Linked DNA regions of Zea mays: region 1 is linked to region 2. Evidence: chromatin contacts called from public Hi-C data. All regions are on one chromosome and are shown on one strand. The core of a region is the stretch at or near the end of the contact, and the rest is flanking DNA. Distances in the headings are between cores, read along the strand shown.

Region 1 (3,889 bases), core at 1,080-3,579, 160 kb before region 2:
TCATTAGTAGTAGTAAGATTTTTTTTTTATCTTAGCACCGTTATGAAAAGGAATTATGTGAGAATAGAAGTAGGGGTGATGATGGATCGCTATTCAAATATTTCTTCATAATTTATTAAAACTCTAGATTATTTTTAGTTAAAGATAAATAAAAATAGAGTCCGATTCTTACTTGGTGGCAGAAACGCGTACCATAGCTGAGACGAAAATTAGTCCAGTCGGCATGCCAATCCTTAAATCGAGTGCAGGGAACATCAATATGTAATAGAACAGGTTGCCATTAGGTGCTGTTTGGTTCGGCGATTTTCTTCCGTGATAGCTTCATAGCGTGAGCAGAGATCCTGTTCCTGCATGTTTGGTTCGACTCAGACGGAATCGTTAGCGACATAATCAGATATGGATATGCACAACCACGATATAAGCCCACTCCCCAGCGGGGTCGAATACACCCGTTACGATGCAATCAAACAAATAAACCTTGCTTTCCGTTACGATGCAACCGTTAGCGTCGGGATGCACTCCATTTGCGTTGGCGTGTTTACAAACCAAACACCACCTATTTCTAGAGGCTATTGACGTAGGAGTACTGCGCAGTGCCTTCTTCTGATTAAAAAAAAAACAAATACTGCTTCCCAGCAAATAAGAGCTTTTTTGGAAGCAGCAAGGCATTGACAAATTCAGATCTGTGGATCAGGCAAACGAATGACGAAGCAAGAAGTCAGCAATATGCAGGTCGGTGAACGAGTAAAGGGATTGGTATCAATCCTACGTGTTCGTGGACGTCAAAGTCATTCCTGAATTTGCTCAGAGCCACCATTTCTTGCCAGACTAGCTTGTTTGTTTCCCGTCATGGTGGGCTGGTGGCCACGGGACCCTAGCTATATATACATGACCTTTCTGCCTCTTGGCCTGGACGAGAAGTGTCGTTGTTTCACCGATCAAACCTTGTTTTCCGACAAAACACGGCTGCGTTGACTCTCCGCCGCAAAACCTCTATGGATTTCCACGAGAAGGATGCGCGCAGCTATGACGCGCATGGCCCTGCTCCCGCCCTCCCCCTCGTCCGCCTGAACCACGTCTCGTTCCAGTGCGAGTCCGTGGAAGCATCGGTCGGCTTCTACCAGCGCGTGCTTGGCTTCGAGCTCGTCAAACGCCCGGCGTCCCTCGACTTCGGAGGAGCATGGTGAGCAGCCATTTCGCACTACATATATACCACTGCCTAGCTAGTGCCTGTTTCTTGTCCATCGATTTATTATTATTATTATTATTATTATTATTATTATTATTATTATTATTATTATTATTATTATTATTATTATTATTATTATTATTATTATTATTATTATTATTATTATTATTATTATTATTTTCGCCAAGGTGAGGTCAACTCGTTGCGTGCTTTCCAGGATGCACAGGTACGGCATGGGGATATATCTACTGCAGCGCGGCTCGGATTCGTCGCCCAACGCTCCGGCAGCTGCAAGACCGCCGGCGATCAACCCCAAGGGCAACCACATTTCCTTTCAGGTGACCACCAGAGCGCTCTCGCAGAATTAAGAAACTGGATAGGCAGCCAAATTTAGTCCAATCCAAGCAGAGAGGATCCTTGCTCTCGCGCAGAGTTGACCTGCTTAGTTAGTACGAGTACTTAGTAGTAGCAGTAACCAGTAAGCACCCGCTGATCGGGTGTGCTCGTTTGGCAATGGCGTGCAGTGCACGGACATGGGGCTCATGAAGACGAGGCTGGGTGACATGGAGCTGGAGTTCGTGGCGGCGCGGGTGTGAGACGGCGAGACGGTGGTGGAGCAGCTCTTCTTCCGCGACCCAGACGGCAATGTGGTCGAGGTCTGCGACTGCGAGAAGCTCCCCGTGATACCCCTCGCAGATGCAGGCAGCACCGGCCTTCTTCCAAATACGCTGCTGCTGCCGGTGGAAACGAACTTGCATGGCTAGTTCGTGGTGCTTGCTCATTGGTTGCTTAGCACGATTATTTGATTCGTGTGATTAGATTTGTGAGCTGTAACAATACTGTAATAACAGGCAGTTCTGCACGCTATTGTACATATGTTGCAAGTGTCCGTACGTAGTGTAATGTGTATGTACAGGTTCGGAGATTGCCGGGTTAGGCGTCTTCCAAGCTGAATTTACGTAGTGTTGTGCGTAATGCTTGTGCAATGGCGATGAAAGCTGGTGCTCTTCAGTACTCTGTGCGAGACTGACGACAAACCGCGTACCCCGAAATCGCAAGGCAACCGCCGCACCAGCGTTCAGAGCCCAATGAGTCTGGAAGCCTGCTTGGCCCAATGGTGCGCTGTGCAAAAGTGCAAACCGAAACCGAAGTCAGTGGCAGAAACGGCCCTTATCCACACACACAAAAAAGTACGCGACACAAGCCACGCTCTCCGCTTGTGGCTAAGCTGCTGCACGCGCGGAACGACAAAAATCCAGCACTAGCCAAAGCACAGGCGAAGAAGCAGGCGAGAGGCCACCACAAACATGGCGACCACGGCGTTTCTACCCCCGGCCAAGCTGCCGCTGCAGGGGCGTCGGTTCGCTAGCCCCAAAACGGCGGGACGTATCAGCGTCAGGGTCCCTCCGGCGCGAGCGCAGCAAGAGCAGCAGGTGAAGGAGGAGGAGGCCGAGGTGGCGAGCGTGCCGCCGCCACAGGACGCGGAGAAGCAGGCGAGGAAGGGGGACGCGCAGTCCCTGCCGCGGCAGCCTTTGGCGGAGAGCAAGAACATGAGCCGCGAGTACGGCGGGCAGTGGCTGAGCAGCACCACGCGGCACGTCCGCATCTACGCTGCGTACATCGACCCGGTGACCAACGCGTTCGACCAGACGCAGATGGACAAGCTGACGCTCATGCTCGACCCCCAGGACGAGTTCGCCTGGACCGACGAGGCCTGCCAGATGGTCTTCAACGAGTTCCAGGACCTCGTCGATCACTACGAGGTAACCTCTGTAGTTGCTCCCACTCCAACAGCTCCGATAGTAGATAAAAAAAATTTGAATTGAATCTCTTGTTGTCTGAAATTCGTACGGTCATTTCCCCCCTTTTCATCTACTTTAGAGCCACTCCTGCCAAAAAAATAAAACATACGGTCTTGGCAAAAGAAGTGATCGGTAAGAGGATAGCTGAGCTCGTTTCTGCTTTGAAACAGGGGGCTGAGCTGTCGGAGTACACACTTCGGTTGATCGGGTCAGACCTTGAGCACTACATCCGCAAACTGCTGTACGACGGGGTGATCAAGTACAACATGAGGTCCAGAGTCCTCAATTTCAGCATGGGCAAGCCTCGCATCAAGTTCAACAGCAACCAGATACCAGAAAAGATATAGAATGTACTTATCCAACGCCCTTAAAAGAATGGTTTCTCTCCATTCGATTACCGAGCAAGATGTATACTCTGCAGTCCCAGATACGATCCAGAGCATTCCAGAATTCATATTACGCAGATGCAAAGCCATACACCGATTCTGTTGGCAGAATTTTGTCACCCCTGCACAGTAATAACCACATAACGAGAGTCTGGGCAAAATAAGGGTTTGCTCGAGTTTAGATACCCCTTCTGTTTCTAGGGCACTCGAATTGGGTTACAGTACACAATACCATAGTTTCTGCTAATAGATACGTATCACCGAATACCACATGAGGTCAGAGAGTTGCACAGAGACGACCGCGCTAACTTACCAAACGACTTTCTGAACTGGATGGAGTAATGGCTAGTATGGGTAAACCCTCTACAAACATTCCATGACAACTCGGTACTTTTTAAATTCATCGCTCCATGGTCTGAATTGGTCTTCTAGCTCAATGTTCTACAGAAGCATAAAGATACAGTAAGGGCTAGTTTGGGAACCTCAATTTTCTAAGGGATTTCTATTTTTCC
Region 2 (4,161 bases), core at 1,248-3,747:
CATAATGCAATGATGAGCTCTCCAACACATTCGAGAAAAAAATAGTGATACGGACATACTGGTTACATTGCTTCACTGATGATTCTTAGAGTTCCCAACCAATGAGACTATAGTGATAGTAAGAACCAGTAAAGGTCACATAGCTCCTAAGTCCTGATTGACTGTTGCTATCAACTCTGAGAATAACTCTTTAATAAGGTAGCAATTCCAGCCTCAAAGGTTCTTCTTGATGAATTCTAATCGTGATGAACAAAATTTCATCTTTGCAGGGAACTTAGCTTAAGCTAGCAAAGATGTTCACCTGTGCTTCAGCTTCTTGCCTCGTTCTGTCATATCTCTGGGCCATATGTCTGGCATCCTCTAAAGGTGCACCCATAACCATCGCCCGCAGTGGCTCTGCCACCTAGAATTTAAATAAAAGTATTAGTCAGTTTGTCAGAAACCTATTTACCCAGGCTATAAATTTCAGTGTAAAGACTTAAAAAATAAAAATAAAACTGTTCGATTATGCTTCAAATATAGCAGAAATTATGAGAAACAAAATCACGCTTCAATTAGTATCAGCAGGTATTTACAAAATTTCTATATTTATGTAGAGACAATTATGGCTTAATAGTCAAGATATTAACAACTGCAAACAACAAAGAAAATCAGCAGACTAAGGAAAATCTATTTTGGAGCGTCAAACAAAATAATTTATTGCAGTTTCATTACGATTTAGTAAGCAAGGTAAAGAAAATCCAGCATTAGGAACACAGACCTGTGTGCCAAATGCTTTCAACATATTGCCACGCTCCTTTTCCATCTGTGAGCGTGCCTTTCCGAAATATGTAGCAGCTTTGGACAAAGTATCACCACTTGTACATGTGTTTCCAACACCGTATTTCTGGCTGTCATCAGACAATTTATTCCCTAATACAGATTGCACACCTTAGCAGTTAAGATCAGTTTTACTCAGATAACAATATAACTGACAAGTTCTGCTAAAAAAACTCCATAACTGATAGATAGTATGAATGAACTACCTATTTCGACTTGTTTAGATCCTGTGACTATATAGCCCTCCACGCCCCGAACAATGTCCCTTTGAAAATGCTAGCAAGGATGCCAATGTTTAATCAGATTAGAAGGTAAAGAGAAAAGGAGACAAGAAATATGCCTTGTTCATACTTTAGCAGCACGAGTCGATAAGTAAAGCTTTTCCAATCTCTGATGCAGTTTAACCTCTGACTCATCTGTAAACGCATTATCAGAATTCCCGTAGCCAAACTGCTTGAACACACCCTGCAGTGGTGTCGTTAAATATAAAGTTATATTACTTGTAACGAGTTAAAAAAAGGTAAGACTCTTGGATATACTTAAATGGGTAAATTCATATGCTAATTTGGTGCAACCAAATCAGTAAGATAAAGAATGAAGCAAATGTTACATGTGGCATAAATAGGTGATCACTAAGAGTATGGTGAACCATAGTAACATGGAAAAAATAAGCAAACAGCTTCAAGGCATGAATCTCTATTTTAAGCGTTATATATGTAATTCAAGGCAGACACGCGAATGTACAGCAAATTCTGCAAAATGCAAAAAAAAAGGCATTGCAGTTCAGTGTCACATTCAGATATCCAGCTGAGAATCCCAAAATCAGCTTACCCAGCTGATCTTATATCATACTAAAGCCTAAATCTACATGCCCAAATATAACATGATGGACATCTGATTGTTCCCAATTACTGTTCATGTTGGATTTTTTAACCGGCCTGTATATGCTTTTGTAACGTCCTATTAGGTTTAACTTGGGCGTTCCCAAGACAATGCAACTCCCTGATTCGATCTACCATTTCGAGTTTGTTAACGGCAAATGCAAAGGAACAGCTGAACAGAAAAGTGCAGCTGATCAAGTTGAGGCTGCTTTTTATTTCGACAACGATGCACATGGATTGGCAGGTAAAGTTCAAGGTCCTTTTTATTTCGACAAGGAATGAAGGAAATCATGAACGACACTTCCAACAAAGAGAAATATAAGTCAGCCAGCCAATTCGATCACAGCCTCGTGTCTCTCGAAACTGCAACTCGGCGCCCGCTTCTCAGGACCAACATAAGTTAAATAACTTGAAAAAAAATATGAAGCGGCTATAGCTAGATCCTACGCAGGCAATTTGGCATCAGAAATCAGAAACCGGGAAAAAACATCAAGCGTGCTAGCATAAACTCCCCCTCCAGGTCCAGGCGACACAGCTCATCAGAGATTCAGAGCCCACGGCAATCCCTGTCCACGCTTACGCTTACGGGTGCTTAGATGGATCGCGATTTGCGAGAGGCGGATAAGCGCGCGACTGACCTGCCGAGAGACCTGGTCCTTGAGCCTGGAGGCCTGCTTCCACAGCGCCTCCATGGCGGTAATAGGGCGCGGCGGGCAGGCGGCGAGATCGGGACGAGACGGCGAACCGGTCCTGCGGAGGGGACGAGCCGACGACGACCTAGGTCGGTTCGTTCGGTTGGATTGCTTCGTTCGTCTGACTCCCCCAGAGGCGCTTTCGCGGTGGTTAGCTTCCCGCACGGCCCTTTCACACCCAGCCACCCAGCCACCAGACCCCTGTGATGAAACCGCGTTCTCGCTCGCTCGGTCGCCCCATCGGCCCGGGACAAAAAGCAGCGCATTCTAAGAGCATCTCCAAGAGAGGCTCTAAACATGGTCCTATTTTAAGGGCCTGTTTGTTTACCCCAATGTATTATATAATCTGGATTATTTTTGGAGGATTATATAATCTGAATTATATAATTTGGATTATATAATCTGAGTAGTCCTGTTTGTTTATCCAGATTATCTGGCGTGTTTCTGTTGGGCGGCGGGCTTCTCCGATCCGATAGGCGCAAAAACGATTCGGTAGATTATAATGGCAATGGTAGGTAATTTCTAGAAAACTTGAAAGGGTAGTGGGGAAGTGGGAAAAAAATAATCTGAAATAAGCACCTCCTCACTTGCTTATGGATTATTATAATCCAAGGGGTTAGATTATATAATCTGGGCAAATAAGCTAGACTGTTTGTTTGCCTTTTAGGATTATTTAATCCAGATTATATAATCTGGGGGTAAACAAACAGGCCCTAAATATAGGGCTCAAAACCATAAAACATCCTTCCAACAGCGGCCCTATTTTATAAAATTTCATCAAATGGTTATAGGGCCCGGTCTCTCGGGTCCTAAATATAGTACCCATATAGTGGAGCCCTATCCTCATTTCCACTTAATCTCCAACCATTTATTTCCTAATATTATGATTTATTTCCTAAATAGCATTATTTAAGGCATGACTATTGGAGTAAACATTTCTTTTGAGACCCTAAACATTCTAAATATGGTCCTTTTTCAAATTTTAGGACTCTATTTTAGGGTTTGTTGTTGGAGATGCTCTAACAAGTGGTTTGTCCGTGCTAACAGGCTGCAGGAGCAGGACTCGAGGAGGGTGGGCAGCGGTGCGGCCGGGGCCGACGGACGAGTTGTGTACTTGTGTTATGTGTCGTTGAGATATCTACAGTTCTACACTTCTCACTTCTAGAGTGTGTTTGGTTTTACGACGGGGTGGATTCAGGACGGAAGTTTAGGAGGGGGTAAAGTTTAACGTGTGGCAAAGACATAGCAATATAATAAAGCTATGTTTGCAACCCTTTAAAGTTTAGTTAGCTACTAAATTAACTATAGAGATTCCAAACATCCTAGCTAATATCCGGTTAATTATTAGCTAACTTATAAATAGCAATTAGTTCGTTAACTAACTCAACTAATAAATTAATATCTAGCTAACTATTATCTATAGGAGTTTCAAACATCCTTTTTAACCAATTAGACAACTTCGGAGTCAATTAATCAAGTGGGTAAGGGGACGAGGATCCTTTTCAGCAGTTGATGGAACTTTCCTTGTATGACACAAACAATCTGATTCACTGTTGGATGAAAATGAGTCACTCAAATGCGGATCCGGTGTTGGACGAGGACACCGAGAGTGACACCTCATTACCATCAAGCATCGTGGCTCAAGGCACTTCAAGAGAAAAAAATATTGAATGGACTCCGAAGAACGTGGGAGACACTCACATGGGTAAGCGAAAGGTGCAGTTCGTGTTACCAAAAGTGAGAAAATAGGACAAAAAATGGTGGCAAGC

Evidence for each region. A called contact is a pair of places that touch in the nucleus more often than the background predicts.
Region 1: a Hi-C map of tassel shows a contact between it and region 2, with 2.3 times the contacts expected there. The contact joins the promoter of LOC100277720 here to the promoter of LOC100273976 in region 2. A contact is called at or near these places in 2 of 25 Hi-C or Micro-C datasets (ear and tassel).

What each region holds. Positions count from the first base shown.
Region 1 is chr2:23,630,952-23,634,840 of Zm-B73-REFERENCE-NAM-5.0, reverse strand. LOC100277720 reads left to right here and starts at 2,329. Exons shown (of 2, transcript NM_001151216.2): 1 at 2,329-2,952; 2 at 3,162-3,515. The coding sequence starts at 2,497. The coding sequence ends at 3,338. It overlaps LOC103646142, which reads left to right and starts at 914. Exons shown (of 3, transcript XM_020548212.1): 1 at 914-1,183; 2 at 1,407-1,527; 3 at 1,714-2,164. The coding sequence starts at 996. The coding sequence ends at 1,785. LOC100502247 reads right to left here. Exons shown (of 6, transcript NM_001196724.1): 6 at 3,657-3,818. The coding sequence ends at 3,741.
Region 2 is chr2:23,471,597-23,475,757 of Zm-B73-REFERENCE-NAM-5.0, reverse strand. It overlaps LOC100273976, which reads right to left and starts at 2,497. Exons shown (of 10, transcript NM_001148362.1): 1 at 2,339-2,497; 2 at 1,171-1,284; 3 at 1,026-1,095; 4 at 761-912; 5 at 302-403. The coding sequence starts at 2,392.